Linked DNA regions of Zea mays: regions 2 and 3 are each linked to region 1. Evidence: chromatin contacts called from public Hi-C data. All regions are on one chromosome and are shown on one strand. Each heading gives the region's core, a stretch centred on a gene start, on an enhancer-like site or on the middle of the called end of the contact. The rest is flanking DNA. Distances are from core to core; before and after follow the strand shown. Region 1 holds the start of LOC103629174 (trihelix transcription factor GT-3b). Region 2 holds the start of LOC100277145. Region 3 has its middle 26 kb from the start of LOC103629169.

Region 1 (5,145 bases), core at 1,577-4,076:
TGCCTAATTTGGGCAGCCTCGTCCGAGTCATAGTCCTCGTCCCCCACCTGTGGTGCCTGCGCTCCAAATTCAACAATATCCCATATGCTTTCGTGGAGTGAGGTTAGATGATGCCTCATTTTATCACTCCACATACAATAATCTTCACCATCAAAATATGGTGGTTTGCCTAAGGGAACGAAAAGTAGAGGAGCGCGCTTGGAAATACGGGGATAGCGTAGTGGCATCTTATTATACTTCTTGCGCTCATGGCACATAGAAGTAGTGGATGACTCGGTGCCGAAGGTAGAGGGTGTTGAAGAATTGGTCTCGTAGTAGACCACCTTCTTCATCTTCTTTTTCTTCTTGTCACCCCTTCTATGTGACTTGATGGAGGAAGAGGATTCCTCCTTATACTTGTTGCCGAACTCCCTTGAGAGAGTCTTCCCCGAGCCCGCGGGCTTGTCGCCGGTCACGATCTCCCTCTTGGTGTGATCTCCAGACATCACTTCGAGTTTGTTAGACTCTTAATTAAGCACTGGCTCTGATACCAATTGAAAGTCGCCTAGAGGGGGGTGAATAGGCGAAACCTGAAATTTATAAACTTAAACACACACTTAGGCCGGGGGTTAGAGTTAGAATTAAATCCGAGGTGAAAGATTGTTTCAATTGCCACGAGTTGCTCAAATGATGCGGATGACATTTGGGAACAAACTCAAATCAATACTAGCAAGGAAACATTAGAGAGGGGAAATAGGAAAAACAAATCAAATGGAAATCAACACAAGTAAACACGGTGATTTGTTTTACCGAGGTTCGGTTCCAAAGAACCTAGTCCCTGTTGAGGAGGCCACAAAGGTCGGGTCTATTTCAACCCTTTCCCTCTCTCAAATGGTCACTTAGACCGAGTGAGCCTTCTCTTAATCACATGGGTCACTAAGACCTCGCAAGGACCACCACACACTTGGTGTCTCTTGCTTAGCTTTACAAAGCACTTAAGAATTGGAATGATAAAGGAAGAAGGCAATCCAAGCAATGAGAGCGCAAATGAACACAAAAACTCTCTCTCAAGTCACTAAGTGGTGGAGTTGATTTTGGGACATGGAGAGGATTTTGATCTATTGAATGTGTCTTGGAGTGAAGTCTTTTGCTCTTGTATCGAATGTTGAATTCAGAACACTTGGATTTCTTTGAATGAGGTGATTGGGGGTATTTATAGCCCCAACCACTTCCTAGCCGTTGGCTGACTTTGCTGTCGATGGGCGCAACGGATAGTCTGGTGGCGCACCGAATAGTCCGGTGGTGCACCGGACAGTCACTGTTTATTGTCCGGTGCGCGCCACGTTAGCGCGTCCGTTAGGGTTTGGAGCTGTTGACCGTTGGAGTGTTTTGTCTTTTTGCTGCACCGGACAGTCCTGTGACCTTTGACTTCTGTGCGCCACTATTCACCACTGTTCATCTGAGCAGTCGACCATTGGCGCGCAGGGGGGGCGTTGCTCCGCTGGCTCACCGGACAGTCCGGTGAATTTTAGTGGAGCGTGCCCAGAAGAAACCCGAGAGTGGCTGGTTCGCTGGCTACATGTGTCGGTGCACACCAGACAGTGTCTGGTGCGCCACTTGGCAGCACACTCTCAGTCTTGCTCCAATTTTTGATTGAGTCCCTAACTGAATTTCTTTCTTGGTTTGTGTTGAACCCTATGCACCTGAGATAAATGACATCTAGACAAACTAGTTAGTCCACGTGGTTTGTGTTGGTCGTCAATCACCAAAATCGATTATAGGAAATGATTAAGTCCATTTCCCTTTCAATCACAACCCCAAATGCGTGCCAACCATTCCATCTAGATATAGAAATGCATCCGACATATAATGTCTGTACTCCAACGATCGCTCCATGGATAGATTTCATGATGGCATTGCAAAAACAATCTTTCTTTTTAGGTCTTCTTGAACATGATGTATGAAATTGCCTATATGGATGTATAAATTTGAAAAGTATGACACAATCTTATGTACAATATGACCATGTTTGATGTTCTAATATTCGTACATAATACAACTATGCCTCTTATACATGTACAACCAAAAAATGAGACATGGACACTATGGACATTTTCCTCGTACACCATTCTAAAGAACACACGGGAGAAGTTGTTTTGCCAAATGAATTGCAAAATGGCTCTTGCTCCTCCGGAGAAGCCAATATGAACGAGCGGAGCTAGAGCTAGAGATGTTTTTAGAGGAGCTTAAGCCCTGCCAAAGAGGGACTTAAAACGTTGATCAAAGTGAGATATCCACTCGATATTTGGAACGCGGGAATTTCATAGGAATGGTATAGAAATTTTACAGGAATTAGTTCAAAAACACAAGATAAATGTAGGATTCAAGAAGTTTCTCTTTGTTCCAAAAGAGCCCTTAGAGCAGTTCCAACCCTTCACGTCATCCAGTTTCTATAGCATTAATTTAGCTGCCACATAGCCTAAAATATGATGTGGCAAACAATAAACGAAGAAAGATGTGTTTTGCATAAGACTTTGTTTCAACACGATATCCCAAAGAAGAAGAGTATTAAATTTAGTTTAATAATATTAATTTTTGTACTGGAGAGGAAATGACTATAAATAGTGTCTTAGGTTAGGACTGGGTAGAATGCGCAGGATTACGTGGGGACTGATTATTGGTGTGGCGTGAAGCATGAATGAAGGCAGGGCGAGCGGCGCATAGGATCCAGATCTTGCGAAGAAAAAGCAATATGAAAGCAAGCCGTTTCCGCGTTGAAACCCAGCACCCCAGCAGCAGGCGTCCAACAACACCTCTCTTTCTCTGCCTTCTCTTGGTGGTGGTCTACTGGTCTTGGTCCCGTGTGCGGCAAGGCCAAGGCCAACCCGGCTGTCTCTCCTCTCCTCTCCTGCTCTTGACTTCCATTTCCATCCCAATTCCCACCACTGACCTGACCGCCCGCACGCCGCCCTTGGCCTCGATCACATCATCCCTCCGCTCCACTTTTGCCGCCGTCCTCCGTCTCCCTCCCCCCGCGTCCAAATCCAACCATCCCCACCGCGCGCCTCCGCCATGGATCCCTTCCACCACCTCAACAGCTCCTTCTCCAATCCCTACCACCCGCTCCTCTCCCCGTCGCCGCCGCACTTTCCCCTGCCGCCCCCGCCCCCGCAGCTGCCCTCCGTCTCCGCCGCCTCCAGCGCGAGCCTCGAGCGGGAGCGCCTCCCGCAGTGGTCCCACGCCGAGACGGCCGCCTTCCTCGCCGTGCGCGCCGACCTCGATCACTCCTTCCTCACCACCAAGCGCAACAAGGCGCTCTGGGAGGCCGTCTCCGCGCGCCTCCACGCGCAGGGCTTCGCGCGCACCCCGGACCAGTGCAAGTCCAAGTGGAAGAACCTCGTCACCAGGTTCAAGGGCACCGAGGCCGCCGCCGCCGCCGCCGCGGCCGACCCGGCCTCCGCGCAGCAGCAGCAGCCGAGGCCGCAGTTCCCGTTCCACGACGAGGTGCGGCGGATATTCGACGCCAGGGCCGAGCGCGCGCAGGCATTGGAGAGGAAGAGGGCCAAGGGCAAGGGCGTCCGCACGGCGGCGGCGGCGGCGCTGGACGACGAAGGCGCCGGCGAGGGGGACGACGCCGCCGATGTTGACGACGACGAAGAGGACGAGGACGAAGAGGCCGCGGCGGGCGACGAGGAGGCCGGCGGGGGCCTGCCTGCTGCGGCGGACGCGGGCGGCAGGGCCGGCGCGAAGAAGCGCAGGCGGAAGCAGGCGCGCGCCGCCGCCGCTAGGGCCGCGGCGGGGCAGGGCGAGGTGGAGGCCATGCTGCGGGAGTTCATGCGCCGGCAGGCCGAGATGGAGGAGCGCTGGGCGGAGGCCGCCGAGGCGCGCGAGGCCGAGCGCCGGGCGCGCGAGGAGGAGTGGCGCGCCGCCATGGTCGCGCTGGGCGAGGAGCGCCTCGCGCTCGTGCGCCGCTGGCGGGAGCGCGAGGACGCCCTGCGCGCGCGCGCAGAGGAGCGCGAGGAGCGCCGCCACCAGCTCGTCGCCGCGCTGCTCGCCAAGCTCGGCGGCGCCGACTGCTGACGTGTCGTGCTGCGTCGATCGGCATGCATGATGCATCATCCATCGATCGATGGTCTCCCTCGCGCGCGCGCGCCACGCGACCAGCTCGTCCATCCGAATCGGCGAATCCTTCGACCCCCCGCCCACCGGTACGGACCAAACAACCCACGCACGCCCTACTCCTACTCGCTCATCATCCGTAGTGCACAACTTCACCAAAGCTAGCTACCTCCATCATGCATAAGCCTCCATGCGTCGATCGATCGATCGATCGATCTACTGCTAGCTAGCACTAGCTAGTCGATCGATCATATAAATCTTCTTCTGATGCGTGGCACTACTTGTTTGTTGGATTCTTGCTCAGGAGAAGGAAAAAAAAACGATGTTTCACCGCGAAGCGTGCGCATCGTCGGCCGGATAGCTACTCTACTTTACATATTTAGATGGACATCGACCACCGGTGCAGTGATCGATCAATCCATCCATGTCCATGCATCACCCCCATGATCTTTGTTGATTAGGGTTTCTCTGCTAGAATGCATGCATGAGGTGATGTGTATACATGGCATATATATATGCTTGTTAGGTAGGTGGTGAAAAGGGTTTCATGATCTATATATTGCAGCTCACCATGCATGCAATCTCATATTTGTTTAGTAGCCATCACTGATACTATAAGTAGGCTTAGCTAATTTCATCATATCCTCAGCTTCAGGATCGGCTTATTGAGCTTTTTCTGGCTTTACAAGTGCATGGATCGGAAGGATGGATGCATGCTCTTAGCTTCTCCTTGGTACTTCTCCCCATATATAGAGATCGATCTCGAGGCCTCCTCTTTCCTCCGTCGTCTTTAGTCTTTACAAGATGATCCGTAGGACCTCCCGCACCATGGTCGGTGCTTTTCCGATCCACTCGAAAACGGGTGTGTGTGGTGATATGTCTCTGCAGGCCCTGCGTAGCTTTTGAGCGACACGGCCTAGTAGCCGCAAGATCTTGCTCCGTTTCCTCTCTCTCTCTCTTCAGTTGCATGGGTAAAGATATGCATCTCACTAGCGAAAAGAGATTTGCATCTGAAAAGTTGTAGGATTGGACTGGCCGGCTAGGATA
Region 2 (5,145 bases), core at 1,113-3,612, 440 kb after region 1:
TTCTCTTCTTGGGCTGCTTCACGAGAACTCACAAAAAACAAAGTGGACTCCTTTTCGCGCGTTTTCTCCATAAGAGTGAGCAGAGGAGAGACATGGCCAACTTTAGTAGCGGAGCGATCATGGGCCACTTGACCTGAGTGGATTGTCAATACGTCGAATTGGGTTCGGGTGATGATTTTCGATGCATGATCTGATCTTAAAAGAGCTGCCGAACATTTTTTTTATTGAAGAAAGAAATACATCAAAGTATACAGGTTGCTTATTTTCGTCACAGAAACTTGGTTTTAACTTCATTCAGATTCAGGTGCTAGTACAAGGAGTCTCATCTTCATGTACAGTTTCAGAGTTCGGAGCTTGGCAGTACAGAGAGTGCGGATCCTGGTGTACTTCTCCAGGTTCAGCAATATCTGTAGTCTGTACTGTACCTACGCCGGCTGCTATGTTTTGCATCATATCCACTTGTTTCAGCGATCTTGATGAAAAAAACCTAGACCAGACTACGGTCGCATTTGAGAGTTTCACAGCATACGAATCTAACCTCTCGCTCGTTCAGTAGCATCATCCGATCGCTCGTCCTGTCCGAACGTTCTTGCCACCCACCCAGCTGTGTCTTCGAGACGGGTCGGAGTGGGAGAGGACGCTGCGCCCGTGCGGTTCCAGACGCTCCCCGGAGGAGTTCGTCCACGGTCTCACGCACGAGGTGGTCCAGGACGCCGCACTCTATCTCGGCGACGACGACGACGTCCGCGCCGTCCCGCGTCGACGGCCACTCCGTGCTCCTCAGACCTTCCTCGACCAGCCTGCAGACCGGCTGCCAGGCGACGGACACGTCCGGCGTGACCACCTCCTCGTCCTCGCTCACCGCTCTCCTGCTCCTCCTCCTCCTCTCGCTGTCTGAGCATCTCGAGACGTGGCAGGAGCTTCGCGGTGGCGACGGCGTGCCCGGCTGGTCGAGGTCCGGGGGGTGCAGGTGCAGCTTCCTGCTTGAGTTCTGATGTTCCAGTGTTGTCTGAGGTTCATCTGCGGGAAGTGGATACGGTAACAGCGCTGTCAGCAGCAGCAGGAAGAAGCAGCATTCAGGGCACAGCATGAAGCGACATGAAAATGAGGTTAGGGAAACTTGGATCGCACCGCCTTGGAGACGTGGCCTGATTAGAGATCAATATCTAGAAGAAGTGAATAAGTGATCCATATTTAGAAGACGTAAATCTAAAAATGTAACATTTCTGGCAGATTGTTGGATATGGGCTGCTATTCTGACATGATGTGGGTTTTTTTCCCTCTCAGAACAAACTTTGATACTACAAACTTGACAGATTGTTGCGGATGGACCGCAATTCTCATGTGAAGTTCTGATCAGCTTTTTTTTAGCTCGACGACGGACATGTACTCGGAAAGATAGAGAACTTTGACAGTAGATTCTACAGACTGTCCACCAAAGCTTAGCACTCCAGTTTTCTTGCTAGCAATCTCGTCTCGCGCAAAAAGATGAAGGCGCCTAGCAGGCAGTGATGCGCATCAACTCAGTTGAATTTAGGAAGCGCCGAAGCGAGCAGGACGAACCTGAGGCAGCGGAGCAGGGCTCCGCGTGCTCCACCTCATCCAAGGAAGACGATGTGGTGGTGGTGGTGGACGACTCGTCGTGCGCCTCCAGCACAGACACGGGGCTGGAGTAGTGCGCGTCGCAGTCCGCCCACCTGCGGAGGCCGGCGCAGGCCGGGGACAGCGACTCCGCCTCGTCGTCGCCGGCGAACCGCAGCCTGCGGCGGCGCCCGTTCCGCCCCCGCTTACCCCCCGGCGCGCCCGACCTCGCCCGCCCGCCGCGCCTCGTGGCCGCCGTGGCGGCGAGCAGGAACTCGAGCTCCTCCCGGACGTCGCGCTCCCGGTCCGGGTCCGGGTCCGGGTCATCGGGGCTGAAGCTGAGGAGCAGGAACTCGTCGCTCTCCTGCCGCAGGTACGCCGGCCTCTCCCGCAGCGACGCGGACGCCCGGACCGCCAGCGGCGGCTGCGTGTTGTCCCGGTCCCACTCGCACTGACGCGGCGAGCCCTCCGCGGAGCGGCTGCGCCGCAGCAGCGGCGTCCGCGGGGGCTGGGCGTGCGAAGCCTCCGGCGGCATCGCGTCCAGGCCCATGAGCCTGGCCACAATGCAGGGGCTCCTCGTGGGCTCGTCGTCCGTCTCCGGCGCGCACGTGTGGCGTGCGGCGGCGTCTGGACGGTCGCCGGCGCTGCGCGCGCAGAGGAGGCGCCGCAGGAAGTCGAGCGCGAACGCGGAGGACGACGCCATGCGCGCGGGCTGCTCGTGAAGGGTCCCCTCAAGAAGGTGCTCGGCACGGGAGAGTGGAGTGGAGTGGAATGGGCAGAAACGACCGAGAAGGGTCCCTCAAGAAGGTGTGCTGGCCTGTGGCCTCTTTGAACCGGGGGCGGAGGGAAGGGAAACAGAGGAAGCATTGAAGGAAGACGCTGCACTGCGAGATGGAACGGAACGGAATGGAATGGGACCTTAACGATCACCGTATTTTTATTTTTGTTTTCCTATAACCTAAATTATTCGGAGGGCAAAAATAAGCCATCTTTAGTTAAAGAAAAATTTTGGTCGGGCTTACCTTTTGCAACGGGCGGAGGAGGAGACAAAAAAAAAGCGTTCGAGCCTTCGAGGAGGAGGACAGCGGAAAGGAGGAGCACCGTGCCGTGCTGCTTTCGTGGGCGGGCACTCCGTTTGAAAACGCGCCGAGGTTACCGTCCTGCTGCGGCCTGTTACGGGTTTGAGGAAAAGGCGGGCAAGCCTTGTACTGGTGGGCCTGAGCCTGCCACCCCGATCCATCTACCCCACACGAGACTTCTTCGCCGGCGCTTCGGGTCGGGCCCATGAGCAGCAGCAGTAGTATTGGTTTCAAACCCAAACCGGGGCGAGGGTCGTGGTCCGGGCCTCCGGGGGTCCATGGACGACCCAAGCCAGGCGCCATGTCAGGTCAGGTCAGCAGTCAGCTTCTGCGTCTGGCGTCTGCATGGCTGAGCCTGTTGCACTGCACCTGACCCTGCCGCTGCCTCCTGGACAGGACAGGTCTCGGCTCTTCTCTCTGGGGCCTCTGCCAATGCCAGAGTCGCAGTCGCAGTGGCAGCCTGCTCTGCTTACTGGCCACTGCTGCTCGGCCGGATCGGTCTCCCTCCGGCCCTCCCCGCTTCACACGGTCACGGCTACACGAGGAACTACAGTGTTGGTAACTACGTTACCATACATCACCAGATCCGCTCACTTTTCTCCCGTCAGCAGTAGAGGCGCAAGAAGATGTAGAGAACTCGTCTCCCTTCCCATAAACTCGACAGAGGAAACACACGAGACACTGGATATAGGGTTGGGCCTCTGGCCTCTTTCTGATCTCTCTATTATGAGGAGGTGTACATGTTTCTTATATAGAGATGTGAAACCCCTCAGGGGCAAAGCAGGTATTTGCCCACATAACCCTATCTAGGGTTACTTAACACTCCCCCTTGGGCGAATACCGCGACCAACACATGCCTCGTTAAAACTCCGAAAAACCCAGTGGGAAAAATATGGAGAAAGAGTGCATGGTGATACAAATTGCATTTGCACTTTGTTGCCTCGTTAAAAACCTCATGTGAGAAACTTCAAGAAAACTCACCAAGGGAAAAAGAGTACAACAGCTGTCATCGGGACAGATTTCGATCCTCTGGGATCTAGATTCTATCGAATCTTCTACAAGGGCTAACTTTAGAAATGTGCTCTCCCTTATCCTTGCAAAACTGTATCAATAAGCCAAAACATCTTCTTCTGGAAGTATATGCACATAAAGATTTAGCAAAAGGATTCCATATCCTTGCAAGGACTATTTCAGGAACTTTACCTCTACTCACTTCTAGGATATACGAGGTAAGTGCACGTATCGACATAAATAAGCCACTTTGAATGATGGTGTTCGATCGACTGGATCTATATATTTAATATAAACTTTCATAAAAGTTCACATATTGATCATCAAGTTGACGCCTTCAGAGCATAGAATATGACATTTATTGTCTCATGATTGTGATCAATAGCATTCGCTCCCCTGACGATGACATCTGTCAAAGTCATTATACCTCATAACTCAAGCATATTCTTCAAGATATATGTCTCATTGTTCATCTGGAATAATGAGGGTGGATGAGGCTAGGGAGATACACCTTTCATTCTATCATATACCACAATGTATACATAGTTGTGCAAAGCAAATAACTTGTCCTTCCATAGGACTTAGGAGATATTATAGTTGTAATAGTACATATTCTAGATATGACTCATCGCTCCAGGCGTTCATTCATTACAACTTCTATGATGGTGTAACAAAAGTACATGAAAGATCGTAATCCATCAGAGATTTTTCATCAATCAGATATATCGTTATAGTCTGTCATTCTGGCACAATGGGGATATTTTGCCAGTAACACCTAAACCTTATAAGTTTCTGCCATTAGGGCTTTAGAGGATACCGTAATTCCACATCTAGTAGAAATTACCATGAGTAAAACTCATGGAATGCACATGTGCTTATTCGGTGAACTTCAAGTCCTTTAATACCTCATCTTATTCCTTTTCGGGTCTGTATTGGTCTTTATCCCTTTATAGGGACTATCAAACTTTGGTGTTCAACACAGACTTTGTTTCTTCTAGATAGGTTCCATCTGGGAACGATAGTCTCAACTAGGAGATATTCTCCCTACATAGGAGAGTGATCATTCATCAGGAATGTATTATTCGGTATGAGATTTATATATTGCATATTTATAATTCAAAGATATGAGTCCTCCTAGGATCTCATGACGGATCTTCAGAATTCTATTAACTGCATATTTTAATTCATGTTATTTGCCAGATATATTACATAGTGGAACAGTGTTTATTCAACACACCTGTGGGATGGGTCTCTTACAAGACCACTTGAACCATCGCATTCACCACATATTATTTCAATAGTGCCCATAAATGTCCGAACTTCAAGCTCGTGACTTTCATTTTGCGATTATTGGTTCAGCCTCGATTGTATTTATCAATGACCCGATAAGAGAGCTGCAAGCACTCATGCCTAGGACTTTGTTTTGGATCCCTTTGCAATCTAGAGAGGTAAGATAGGTGTCGACACATTTGTC
Region 3 (5,145 bases), core at 1,939-4,438, 320 kb after region 1:
GATTATAAATGTAGTTAAGACACAATATGTATAGAAAGTCAAGTAAAGACAAGCTAGAGACCATCTGTTATATATTTTATATGGTCCCTTAAAAAGAGATCCCATATTAATTAGGGTGTACATATGCCCTTATATAAAGACTTGACTTATAAATTTAGCTAACTAATAGGGATAAAGATTTATCCAATATTTTTATCAAGTGTTACTTTCTTGTTGCTCAGTTCCAAAATGAACTAAACGATCCCAACTGCTTCCTAAGTATATATGTGCATAACCTCCTTGTTAGTGGAGATGGTTTTACTATTCCATTGACATCTTTGATGCAAACTGTTCACGGAATGTCAGATTGAGAATTATTGGAGATGTATTTTAAAAAAAATAACAAAAAACATTAGAAGATGTTCTCAAAAGCTCTTAGATATTTGTTTCAAGTATGGATGAAAACAAAGACTTGATTGCTTATAAATATGACGTAGAATCTAATTCATAATTGTTTTTAGCATTGAAATTTTAAAAAAAATCATAAAAGGTTAGATTCAAATTTATCATATATATTCTCAAATGATATATATATGAAGTCCGGATACATACAACAATTTATGTAAAATTTTGTTATTATTTGTGATCATGTAGTTGGTAACATTAGAAAAAGGTCATCATAAGAATTCAAACATACCTATTGCACAACATTAAATTTCTCCTAATAATTCGATATCCACTTCCATCCTGGTTCCGATTGCATGCTAAAAGTAAACGTGAGCAATAATAATCGAGCATGGACGCAATTGGGCAATGGGACACAGGCCCAAGCAAGGTCGCATCCTGACTGAAGAAAAAAAGGTCCAGGGTTTGCCATGGCTTCTATAGACCCACGACTACACCACATGGCTACGGCTTTTGCTGTGCTGTCTGCTAGTGCCAAGGCCTGCTCAAGCATTTTCAGTCCGGCCCAGACGCCCATCCTCCACTCCTCCAGCCATGGCCCATTTCCAACTAAATTCATCACTATGCCTTTTTAAAAAAAGAAATTATGGTTGTAGTAGCTATCAGTACCCGCAACATAACTGCTGGTGTCTCTTTTGACTTGCGGAATGCGCGGAAAGGTAAGTATGACGTGATAGTGGTCGCGGTTCCCAATCGAAACGGAGCAGCGCTGCGCCTGCGCGTAATAATCCCATCAGCTGGCGGTGGGGGTGGGTCGGTGTCCACAAATCATCTCTGACTCTGAACTGATCAAGGCGACGGGGCAGCTAGCTCTGTGATGAAGACCTAGGCTACTACCTGCTACTCGGTTTGCAGTCAGCGAACATGAGGTATACGCTTCGTTAACCTACTCCAGTTCAGAGAGCTGACATTATTTTGCACCTGTCAGCTTAACAGCATAATGGCCAACCAAAAGGGCAATATGATTGTGTTTGTTGCTGTGTAACAACACCAGAGTATGTAAAGTGGTGTAGGAAGATTAGAGTTTCTACATCAGAGTTATTGATGAACGTGTCTTGGCAGCTGACAGCGCTGTAATTGGCAGAGCCAAGCTATTGAGTCCAGCAGGGAATAAAAGGGACTGGGATTTTAACTGATGTGTGCATTTTTTTTCCTTCTTCTTTGGTTGGAGGAGAAGAATGGGGAAAAATTCAGCTTCTGGACAGGCTAGGATCCTGCGAATTCTTCTAGAATGTACCGTGGGAGTGGCCACAGCTTGGAGTAGACTAGAGATGTCAATGGAAAATTCCCCACCGGGTTATAGCATCTCATACTTATCTCTATCATATTTGATCCATCCCTATACCCATCCTCATACCCATCATGGGTGCAAAATCCATCTCATACCCATCCTCATTCGGTTTTCGAGTCTCCAATGGGTCCTCATCCCCAATTAAGGGATAACTAGGTACTAACAACTAGTACAAACTATCTAGATTTCATACATCACCACATCCGCAAGCACTCATCCATGAACTATGATCCATTCATCCATCCATCAAAAAGAAATCAGTACTTCGTGACCAATAGAAGAAATGGAGAAATAGAGTCTCCTTACCTTCCTTGGTCACCATCCGAGTTCGTTGGTGCCTGAGAATCCATGGTCGTCACCGTCGTCCTAAGCTCCTAGCAGTCGGTGTAGTGTATGGCTGGTTATTTTAGGGTTTTGTTTTTTGCTAGTCTGCTAGTTGTTTTGTTGGGCTAGGACCTGGGGTTTGGTGCGCTGCCGTGTTGGACTTAGTGGTCGGCTCGGCCTCAACTTATTCATATAAACAGGACATGTGTACACGTATGAAATACTCATAGTTAATCGGGTTCGGATTTTTACTTCCCAAACTCATACCCGTTTACTCAATGGGTGGAGATTTTGTCCCATATCTATACCTATGAGGACAATTTTTGTCCCATATCCGTACCCTAATAGAAGAATTCTCCACGGGTTAGCAGATATTAGGTCCTCATTGACATCTCTAAGGAGACCCTATTTCTTGCTTCCAAGCATTGGAAACCTGAACGAAGCGGCGTTTATCATACATACCCCATCCATGCCATGCCGCCTGGCCTCCCTCGTATCTCGTATCTTTGTTGTTGCTTGTGAGTGTGGAACGCACGCCCTTCCTCGGACAGACCGGAAACATGGCATGGTGCTCCAATGGTTGGTAGTTCACAATTGTTTTTTTCGTTTTGGATTAAAGTCAGTTGTTTCGACAGCTATATAGCTGCAATTCTTAGAGATAAAAATACTTTAGAAACAGTAGAAGCGATTAGAACCGGCTTCTCTGTTTTCCAATTCATCTGTTAAAAAAACGTCTTTTTTTAATTACCATCAAATATCTTCAGGTTGATCAGGTTTGCTTTAGGACATGTTCGTTTGATCCCAAAATTATAGAGATTAAGGGGGATTGGAAGGAATTGGAGAGGATTTTGACTTATATGGGATTTGATTCCCTTAATTCCTATAGATTAACACAAAACTAACAGGGCCTAAAGGGAAAAGAAAACAGAATGCAACCCCGGCATCCATCCAGAAAATCGAAATTAGTTTCGGCGAAGAGATACATTAAAATTGTTTTTTTTTTGTTTTGTGTGTCTGTGTGTGTGGTCAGGAGGGAGTCCGTACATTGGATGCAACCAGAAGATGGGGGTCACGGTGTGGCGCACAAGCCTCCGCTCCGCTCCTCCACGGGGTTGCGCGCGGTGGAACGGAAACGAACGACGACGAAAGGGTCAAAAAAAACCCGCCATGCGAGGGTGGCTGCACTGGTTGGGCTTGGGCGCGACGGGAAAGGGAAGAAAGCGGCTTTTCGCTCTCGGCGGTCACCGTCCGTTGCGCCGAGCCGGTCCAGGTGTGCGACGGTGGTGTGGTGGCGGCCTGGCGGGCGATGGCGACGCGCGGCTCCGATCCACGCGCTCCCCGGCCGGCCGGCCCGCGCGCCGAGTCCGTCCGCCCGCACCGGCGCAGCTGCACACCGCAAGATGGCCCGCGCGCGCCACCGTCGCCGTCGCCGTCGCCGTCGCTATAGATGCCGGTGCCGGTGCGCGCTATAGCTAGCTAGCTTGTCCCGTTGTCCGTCGCATCGCGTGCAGTGCAAAATCTAACGCGATAGCGTGTAGGTCAGGTCGGTCAGACAGACATACATACATCATCGTTCCGTTAAACGTTTCATCACCCGGCAGGCGCGTGGCGTAGCTCACTAGTAGCTAGCAAGCCCGTTTGGTTGCGCACTGTTGGGGCCTATTTCGTCGCCGAAGGTTCCATAAGAAGAAACACCTTCGGAAGACTGGCACAAAGCCGAAGCTATTAATCAGAGGGTTTCAGAGTATATTTCCAAATGCACCGACTTAAAGATGAAATGACCAATCGGCCCGTGATAACTTGTATTGTGATTGTAAACCTTTGTAAAGGACATGATCCATCTACTAGAGCCTTCGTCGCAGAGACCTTGCGGGCCATCGCCATTGCAGAGAGAGAGAGGGAGGGAGCCGCCGCACCCAGAATTCGCCGACGCCGCCGGAGATTTTATCTCGCCGCCGTTCCACACACACCGCGACGTGGACAGCCAGCACCGCTGTTATTCTTGAACCACGGTATGAGTTCGTTTGCTTGCAGTTGCAATAGTCCAGCTTCTAGTTTGTTGGATCTATGTGCGTATTGGCCTGTGGTAGTTTCTTAGGCCGTCGTTTGGGCGGGGCATGCTAGGAAGGAGCAGTCTGCATCTAATCATCGGCCGGATCACTTGAACCCAATTCAGTATATACAATTCTTGTTATATAGACAGAGACATCCATCTACTTTCATCTAACATCATTACACCTATTTTGCTTAAATTCTAGCTATACTTATTACACTTAGCTTGTGATTTAAATTCCTCTGCCCCTCCTCCCTCGCCTCCTCCCGCACCTCGCTGGAGCACCGCCCCTCTCGCCGGAGAACCGCCCCGGCCTCCCTCGCCTCCTCCGCCTACCTCTGCCCATCCTCCCTCGCCTCCTCCCGCACCTCGCTGGAGCACCGCCCCGGCCTTCCTCGCGCATCCCCCTTTTTACCATCTCCTCCCGCCTTCCTCTGCTCCCCTGATAGGCGTCTCCTCTCCGGCTCTCCATCCCGGCCACCCGTCGCACCACCCTCCTCGTCGCTGCCTCATCGCGTCCCCCGTCGTCTGGTGGTGTGCAATCTCGAGCTGCTGAATCTATCGGAGACTTGGGTCGCTCCTCAGGTGGGTCTGAGTACCCGTCGGCAGGTTTGAGGCCTTTTTCGCTTCTCGTTCTTAGTGGATTGCTCTCTGTTTTGCTTCTACATTTTTTTCCTCGAGTTCGTCGATTGCATTTCATTTCGTTTGGTCGGGTGGGTGTGATTTGGTAGTGGTGGTTCTGAGTTGCGACAAATCATTCGGTCTTCTACAACTCAGACGAACGTGTCGGTCGTTTCCCCTGTCCTTCCTTCTCCTCTGCGTTTATCCATTCCTCAGTATTGGGGATGAGAAGCGATTTTCGTCATTTGTCAATTCATGCTTCGCTCACTGTGGCTCCGCTTCCTGAGTCGAATACCAGGAATCTGGAGCATTGGGAGTTTGAAGCTGATGATCGTACAGGCTCTTTCCATGATATGCAAGGAAAAATTTGGACGGGATGGATGCCGGGTGTTGAAATCGCGCAGACGTTTTC

The links. Hi-C and Micro-C count contacts between places; a contact is called where the count stands out from the background.
Region 2: a Hi-C map of endosperm shows a contact between it and region 1, with 2.5 times the contacts expected there. The contact joins the promoter of LOC100277145 here to the promoter of LOC103629174 in region 1. A contact is called at or near these places in 2 of 25 Hi-C or Micro-C datasets (bundle sheath and endosperm).
Region 3: a Hi-C map of ear shows a contact between it and region 1, with 4 times the contacts expected there. The contact joins the enhancer-like site here to the promoter of LOC103629174 in region 1. A contact is called at or near these places in 2 of 25 Hi-C or Micro-C datasets (bundle sheath and ear).

What each region holds. Positions count from the first base shown.
Region 1 is chr6:33,467,601-33,472,745 of Zm-B73-REFERENCE-NAM-5.0, reverse strand. LOC103629174 (trihelix transcription factor GT-3b) reads left to right here and starts at 2,826. Exons shown (of 2, transcript XM_023300439.2): 1 at 2,826-4,187. The coding sequence starts at 3,052. The coding sequence ends at 4,059.
Region 2 is chr6:33,029,948-33,035,092 of Zm-B73-REFERENCE-NAM-5.0, reverse strand. It overlaps LOC100277145, which reads right to left and starts at 2,362. Exons shown (of 2, transcript NM_001150796.1): 1 at 1,564-2,362; 2 at 208-1,020. The coding sequence starts at 2,284. The coding sequence ends at 488.
Region 3 is chr6:33,143,469-33,148,613 of Zm-B73-REFERENCE-NAM-5.0, reverse strand. No RefSeq gene overlaps it. Among protein-coding and RNA genes, the nearest start is that of LOC103629169, 26 kb to the right of the region's middle. Within about 2 kb of position 3,188, at least 18 of the 20 cell types and tissues checked have an H3K27ac peak or open chromatin away from gene starts, as enhancers often do. A contact at or near this core is called in bundle sheath and ear, where this site is marked.